Regions from separate parts of the Anas platyrhynchos genome. Here region 2 is linked to region 1. Evidence: chromatin contacts called from public Hi-C data. All regions are on one chromosome and are shown on one strand. The core of a region is the stretch at or near the end of the contact, and the rest is flanking DNA. Distances in the headings are between cores, read along the strand shown.

The links. A called contact is a pair of places that touch in the nucleus more often than the background predicts.
Region 2: a Hi-C map of subcutaneous adipose tissue shows a contact between it and region 1, with 1.9 times the contacts expected there. The contact joins the enhancer-like site here to the promoter of TMEM254 in region 1. A contact is called at or near these places in 2 of 8 Hi-C or Micro-C datasets (liver and subcutaneous adipose tissue).

Annotation. Positions count from the first base shown.
Region 1 is chr6:15,562,631-15,566,682 of IASCAAS_PekinDuck_T2T, forward strand. It overlaps TMEM254 (transmembrane protein 254), which reads left to right and starts at 2,575. Exons shown (of 4, transcript XM_005015748.5): 1 at 2,575-2,752; 2 at 2,856-2,959; 3 at 3,740-3,799. The coding sequence starts at 2,645. All of the region lies in intron 1 of LOC113843944, which reads right to left.
Region 2 is chr6:15,673,356-15,677,282 of IASCAAS_PekinDuck_T2T, forward strand. No RefSeq gene overlaps it. Among named protein-coding and RNA genes, the nearest start is that of ANXA11, 14 kb to the left of the region's middle. Within about 2 kb of position 2,331, at least 3 of the 8 cell types and tissues checked have an H3K27ac peak or open chromatin away from gene starts, as enhancers often do. A contact at or near this core is called in subcutaneous adipose tissue, where this site is marked.

The DNA.
Region 1 (4,052 bases), core at 1,325-3,824:
TCCTTTTTAATAACAAAAAGCACGGTGTTAGGATAGGCACACAGAACTTGACATAAATTGATCTCTAAAATGCACAAACTGAGTCTATAGTAAAATCCATGAGAAATTACTACCTTTATAGCTTAAAGGTAATACTTAGTTATTAATTTTTGCAAAGACTAAAGGTGTAGCTGGGGCCTTTATAGCTGGCAATTTCCAAGACTTACATTATGCTCCCAATTATATTCACAACATGATAGAAGAGAACTAGTTTTATCAAGCACCCATGGAATCCATTTACCTATGAAAGCGATAGATCAAAGAGATGTGTGAAGGTTTATTTACTTCCAAGTCAGAATTATTGTACCCCACTGCTTCCTCTTATGCACTTCTCATCATTCCTTGAAGTATATGAATCTGCCAAAAGTCTTGACCATTAGCTGAAAACTGTAAGGCTTTAAAGACCATATACTTCCTTAGCTTATCCAATTTCAAATCTCAAAGAGAAAATGAAATATTTTTCAACTTAAATTTAATTAATTTTCCATTTAAAATTAAAAATAACAGAGGAGTGAAGGTGTATGTTAACTAGTTAAATTAGCAATCAGACATTTCTAGCAGTCAGTTCTTTACAGCATTGTGTCATTTAACTCTGATTTAAAAATATTTTATTGATAATTCCATTTCCTTAAGTAACTTTCACTGGCTGTATCTCATCTCTTTTAAACCAGCCACAAATCCAGTTTAAAGTTGACTGCAGTTCGTTCCCAAGTAATTTCCTAAAAAGATTCCAATCCCTTAATCATTCTTTATCCAAAAAGTTGCTGTTTACACAGTCACATCACTGACTCCAGTAGGATGACTCACGCAATAAAGGTTAGTCTGGATTAGAGTAACCACCACCACCTTTTTTTTCTCTCTCTCTCTCTTTTTTTTTTTTTTTAAGAAATTTAAAAGCCACAGAAGAGCTAACATGTCTCTATCTAGTCTCCGGCATCTACCAAGAACACAAAACAAAAGAGGCAGACTACCTGGCAAATACCCTTTGTACTTCCCGATGAAAGTGAGATAAGTCAATATCTCTAAGTTAGAGATAGCAAATGTTTCTAAACTGAAGGGGGAATGAGTTTTCTACAGTATTAGGTACAACAAGAACTTTATTATATGAAAATCTACTAGAGTGATATAGTGCTATAAACAATGTATGGAATGAGACAGGTATGTTTCAGGGATTACAATGCAGTGGTCCATTTTATTGTTTTCAGCTTGACTAACCTGTCTCAGTTTACATACATAGTCACGGTGGAGACCTCAGGACCCTACAGACACACTTTCAGCGAAAAAGCCTTTTATTAACCTTTTTCTTCCTTTTTTATTTTTTTTTATTTATTTTTATTTTCTTTCTTTCTTTTAAACTAGCATATTTGTCTTTGAGATCTCCGGGAGGATCATACAGCCACCATTTTCATGTTAGGGCAGTGTTAATTGCCATACCTGTTGATCTCATAGCGAACATCTGTTGTGGTCTTAGATTCTTCAAGAATACTTGTGGCTTTAATTACCAGCCTGAGTCTGTATCTAAATCAAGTGTGGCAAGTGAAAGAAACATGTTTCCATGCAAATATCTTTCTAACTTGTTTTTTTTAGGATTATGCTTTTCTTCAGTTTTCTGTGGCTTTGTCTAGTACAAAAATAGGCTCAATGCACAATCTGTGTAGCCTGGAGCAGGGTAAAGCCAGATGAGCTCATCCTCAAATGCCGATGGAGCCCTGTCACTGTGATGGCATCCATGCTGATTGTCAGACACCAACATCCCTACGTCCCCCAGCACAGGAAAGGCCTTAGAAAGAACATGAAGTTGTTTGAATCCTGTCACACAGAGATATGTATTTCAAACTATATAAATCTAAACATGGCCTGGCCAGAGCTGACTGAGCTGTCCGCCGGTGCTAGGACTTGGTGACATTTTGGTGTGTAGTGTGCTGTGGGGAGCTGCCAGGCCTTAATTCAGTCACTTTGTGACACTGACCAGAAGAATGAACACCAAAACTGTAGAATTCTTGCAAGTGAAGGCTCGGGAAGTAAAGCGTGAAGAAATAGTTTTATTTCCTATAACTCGACGAAGTAAATTAGCCCAGCATTTTTCGATACTTCACACAGTACTGTTTGGCAACTGTAGTTTCCAATTCAGATTATACTTGTGAATAAATGTAATTACTGACATCTTCTGGTGTCGAAACCACAAAGGAGCCTAGGCATTAAGGCACAGATCCAGGCACTTTGCCGAAACATGATCAAGCTTTACAGCTAGACTCTGAGAAAAGACTTCCCCAGTGCCAGCCGCCAGCCCAACAGCACCTAAGAAACGGCGAGAAGGACTGACAGGGGACAGGGGGCCGCGGGATCTCTGTGCTTGGACACCTCGGTAACCAAACGCCCTCAGAAGGGCCGAGCCTTTCAGGGAGGAGCAGCGGCCGCCCTCAGCCGCTGCCCCGGGGATCGCCGCCGGGAGGCGCTCGCTGCTCGGGCCCGGGCTGAGGCGCGCCCCGGCCGCCATTACGTGCGGGGGGCCGGGCGCGGTGTTGGCCCCGCCCGCCCGGTGCCGCCCCCCCCGAGCAGCGCCTTAGCGGCGGCGGCGGCCCACGGCCGGGAACAGGGCGACGGGATGGCGGCGGGGACGGGCGCGGAGCGGCTGCAGGATGGCAGCTGCCACTTCCAGCGCTCCCGGCTGCTCTGGATGATCGCCATCGCCTTCGGCATGATCCTGCTGGGCGTAAGGCGGGCGCCGCGGCGAGGGAGCGGGGCGGGCCGAGGGGGGCACGGAGGCTGCTGCCAGTTTCAGCGAGCTAACCTTTTTTTTTTTTCTTTTTTTCAAGTGGGTAACGCTTGGACCCTCAACCATACCTTATAGCTATTTGGGACCGTTTGGCACCTTCCTTCGCTATATCGCAGAGCACTACCACACGTGGGTGTGCTACGCGTAAGTTACTCTGATTTATCGCACCTCGCTTGTTGTCCCTGACTTCCCTGTTTAGGCTGTGCTAAGGAGCTTTGCTGTGACCCGGCTGTTAATTGCATGTAAAGAGGTCTGCCTGCGAGCTCATTACAGCTCGGGAGGGGGGTGCTAGGCGTGTGGAAGACCAGAGAGGCTAAGACATGGCTGAAAGCTTAAACGCTCGGCTTGCAGCCTGGCATCGGCGTTGTTACAGTGGAAAGGGAAAGGAGGACGATACGGCTCCTGGGTACGTTACTAACTTATCCTGTCCATGTGAGAAATAGTCTGCTGAAGCCACTGTGTAGTGCTTAGCTTTGCTGGGTTACAAAACACGTTTTGTTACCTTATTCAACAAGAGCTGGAATACACTTCCTGTAGCCAGGTCTCTCATGTAAAGGGAATCCTCAGACTGTCTCACTTATTTTACCTTGCATCATGTAGATGATAGCCTTCATCATTGCTTTGGCATAGATATTGAACTGATCTGAACTGCATATCCTGCATAGCTTTTTAAAAAAGCTTCTATACAAAAAACTACTGATCAAGTGTGATTGCCACATTATGTGTTCTGTTAACTTTCTCAGTGGACTTCAGGCAGTTTTAAGACAATACTTTTCCTCCTAAGATAATAAACACATCACTTTCTAGCTTAAAATGTAGAGTCAATTCTGTGTTCAGCTTGATATTCCTTGCATAATGCATTTTGGATATGTTAGTCTTCCACCTAATTTTCAACAAAATAAAACATGTTTTCTTTTTTATCAGGTTCTATGTATCCTGGCTGATTCACCTAGTAGAAGCCCTGTATGGTATTCAGTTATGCCAGTAAGTTGGTCTCCTCCCTCACCTTAAATGCTCTGGAAAGGATTTCTGATACAAGTGACATAACTTACAGACTGATTTTGGTGGTGATAAGCAACAATATTGTTTCTGAGGATGCTGATAAAATTCTTGCTGCAGTGATAGCTTGCTGTACTCCGTAAGAGGTTACTGCTGTACTGGGTAGCAAAAAGGGGGGGTGGCAACTTAGAGAACTGGCAGCAGCAAAGTCTGCCAAAGCTTGTCTACCTGCCTCTGA
Region 2 (3,927 bases), core at 1,081-3,580, 110 kb after region 1:
TTTAGCAGATCAAAACATGGGGTAATATCAGCCATCCAATCACTAGAAGTGCACTGGAGAATTGAAGTGGCTATTTGTGTCATTACAGCAATTATATCTACGGGCACAGCTATAAAAAAAATCTATGAGAATAATTACTTTTAAACACATTCAGAAGAATTATGCCAGAAACTATAGAGGAACTATATAGTTCCCTTCTGTTGGCATATCTACGTTTAACTGCAGAACTGGTGTGAGTTCTTCCCTGATGTTGTAGTTAGTATTTGTCACACAGCACTTATGTGGATAACTCCTTCTGAGGTTCAAAATAAATCAGCTTTCTTCTACGTGGTCATTCCACTGAAACATTATGTAACTTTAATCACGACAGAACTAGCTTGTACGCAACAAGATCTTCCTGCCTTCACTAGCCCTTTCATCACAACATGAACCAAACTGTCTTTTGACTTATGCAAATGTTAGTTTGGTATTTTGGAGCCACTGTCTGGACTGTTATCATCTCTGGTGCTGACCCCCTAATGCGAAGCTACCAACTCCCTTCTGACTCAACAGAAGGAATTCAACAGCAGGACTGATGATGATATGAATCATGTTACAGATCAGGTTGAACTTATCAGCTTAGTGCATTGAAGGAAGGAAAAAAAAAAAAAAGGCAGTTCTACTTATTATACCAAAACAACCCTTTTACAACTATCATATATGCCAGAGCTAGCAAAGTTCTGTGGAAACATTAAGTAAGCAAACCAAGAACTAAGGAACAGTCATGTTTACTTGCATATATGGATGATGACTTACTAGCAGTATCATAATACAGGAGGACAAAATATGAGGTTACAGCCACATCTGTGTGACTGGAAGTTGCCGTTTCCATGGCGGTTAAGACTTAATTACTCATGAAGCAACTCATCAACCTCCACTTTTTTCAGTCTGACATATTTTTGTTGTTTTTGTTTTTAATAGAAAAGCCATTAATAACTGCATCAGTCCCCTCCCTTTCACTGGGACCTGCATTTACACTGAGATTCTAATCCCAATAAATTCTCTTCTGAGATCAGCTCAAAGCAGGCAGCCAGTTCCAAGGGAACTCAGAAGTGAAACAGAACCTGAAGATAATTGTTTATGGGGGCTAAAAATGGGATTTTGTCTTCTTCACTTTCAGATGTGTAAACCTCATCATTTTCTACTCCTTGTTAGCACTGCAAACAGCTTTGCAAGTTTTGGAACTCTGGTCATTTTGAATAAACATTCCAGCCTTTAAAATGTTTACAGACTAAACTGCAGAGCTAAATGTTTATGTTGCACTGAATAACTTCAGCATTGTATTTAACTGAAAGGCTCCTAAAGTAATATTGTTTCTATCAGTAGGTGAAGACACACACTACTGCAACAACCAGAATTTTAAACGAAGAGATTAGTACCAGTCTGTCCGTGAGTATTTAGTACATGTCTACACAGTAGGCTTTATAGTTTACAGGCTTCTAAAAGTTTAAGTGGTTTCTAACTCTGAATGTATTCCTAGGTCTTTTCAAAAGAAATCATTATAACAAGTAGCTTATATGAAAACTAGCACATTGCTTTCTGAGTTCCAAGTGTTATATTCCTCCCTTAATTTATTTTAATAAGAAATAAATCCTGGGCCTCTTATCTTAAAACACGTAACCTCAGATAATGCTAGAACCATCATCTGGAGCATCTGGATCTTACTTTTACACCTTTGCAAGAGTGAAGTTTTGCTTATTTTTAAGAATGCCTTATACTTTTTCTGACGTGCACGGTTACATATGGCTGGTTGCCTTCAGTGGAGATCTGGTCTTGTCCAGAAGAAGTAATTTCTGGAACAAAACATCTGTTCTTGACCAAATCTCTACTGTTTTATCTAAGGACCTACCCTGTACCTGCTCAGGTTAATTTCAATCATGTCTCTCTTTCCTTAGCAGTTACATTTTTCTCACTCTTTGTGGACAGAATCAATACCTAATAGTGTGTAAATCTGAAAGCATGTCATTCACTGCAAAATATTGCTTGGCTTGCAAAATGAAAACAACCTGGGGCACAATATTTCTTCTAAGAAGAGCACCACCACGAGGACAGTTCCGTGGTGGCACTGGCATGAAGGACACATTATTTGTTGCTCTGCTTCTCATGTTAAAACTTTCCACATTAAAGCAATACAATGCAGGCAAAGATATTTCTTAACTTCTGTGGTTAACTTGTATGTTTGCGTTTCACTGTGAGGTTCAGATGGATGTGTTTTCCACGAGGTCAGGAGAGTTTGCCCTGGATCAGCTCCTCCGGGATTCATACCATTACACATTTCCTGTTTTGCACATGACAACACAGTAAGCTTTTCAAAGACACAAGCTGTATGCATAAGCCTTCTGAGCTGATTTACTACTGTACTATTGCAACAGTCAGACAGTATAAAACTGGAGGAAAGCCCTCTTGACTGAAGCCTTTGTCATCTTTCTATTGAGTCATTCTGAGCCCACTGCTGAAATGAGATGAATTCAGAGTGACCACCTCAGGGTTTAAAGTGGATTTTCAACTCCCTAGATATAAAATGATTGGATTTTGCCTTTTGGACCTCAGGCTTCCTATAGCTATGTCTTTGGAAGAGGAGCTATGTCACAGTTGAAAGAGGAGGACTGGGTAATAGTCTGAAGTCTGTATTATGCTTGAAAACTTCCTGGTAACATCCCTGATCTAAGCCCTAGGGAGGCAGCAAACTTCTTTGTGAAGAGGGTCTGGTCTGCAGACGGGAGCCTCCATTCCCTTGAGAAGAGAGTCATCTACGAATACAACTCGCCATGATTTCTTCACGACACAAGTCTTGATGGTACACGTGCTATGAGTCCTTGGTTGATCTGACTTTAGAAGGAGGACTTGCACAGATGCATCTTCTTCTGTCTCTTCACATTCCTCGTCTGCTACTCCCAGAGCCTTGTACCTATTCAGGAAGCTGAGCAGGCAGACAGGGCTTGTGGCTCCGTGTAGTAAATTGCTTCCACTCCTCGGTGTCCCACAAGTTGCTGCCTTTACCCAGATGTAGACCAGATGCTGGGCCTGCCTCAGCAGTGGCCATGCCAGGTTTAGCATGTACATACCTGAGAAGACAGAGCATGGCTCCATTCATCTATCACCTGTTCAGACTTTCAGATGCTTCTTGGCCTCCCCACCTCTTTCCGAATCTTGGCCACCAGGCAGAACAGTTCATCCACCTGGGCACATCTCACAGATCTGTGCTTGCTCTCGCCCTCCATCTCAGGGAGCAGCACCAGGCACACCCCACAGACTGAGAGGCAGGCGGTAGCACGGACTGCCCAGAGCTATGGCACCATGTCTGCAGTTCATTGCCTCACACCTGACAGAATACTGCTCAATGCATTGCCGTGGGCAAGGGGGGCCACCAGGGCTGTAGCCCAGACGTGCTGGTGAGCAGAGCAGGCGGTCAGTGCAGGCCGCGTGCGGACTGAGCGACAGGTGTCCGCCATTTTGTGCCAACAGCACTCTCCCCAGGCTCCATGCGGCTTCCCGCTGTTTGAGCTGGCCATGCGCTCAGCTGAGGTGATCATCTGTGTCGGAGGAGCTCTACTAGCACTTGGCAAGTTTCATAACAACACGTCACCAAAGACTCAGTAGAGATGCACCATTTTTAATGCACCAGTTCCTGAACCAAATTTTAAAAACTGGCATCACTACTCCTCTTCCACAAACTGCTTCAACGGTGCTCAGTGTGGTAGGCTTCTCCTCACCCCACACAAAGCCTGGATCATTCAGATATCCTTTACCTCTTTACAGGGTACATTCCTGCAAGCAGGTACCTCATCCCACTATATCCCTGTTCAGAATCCCTTAGCTCACAGTGACTACACCACCACTACTACATAAATAACAACACTACCATCATTGACACTAGTCTTAAAATTA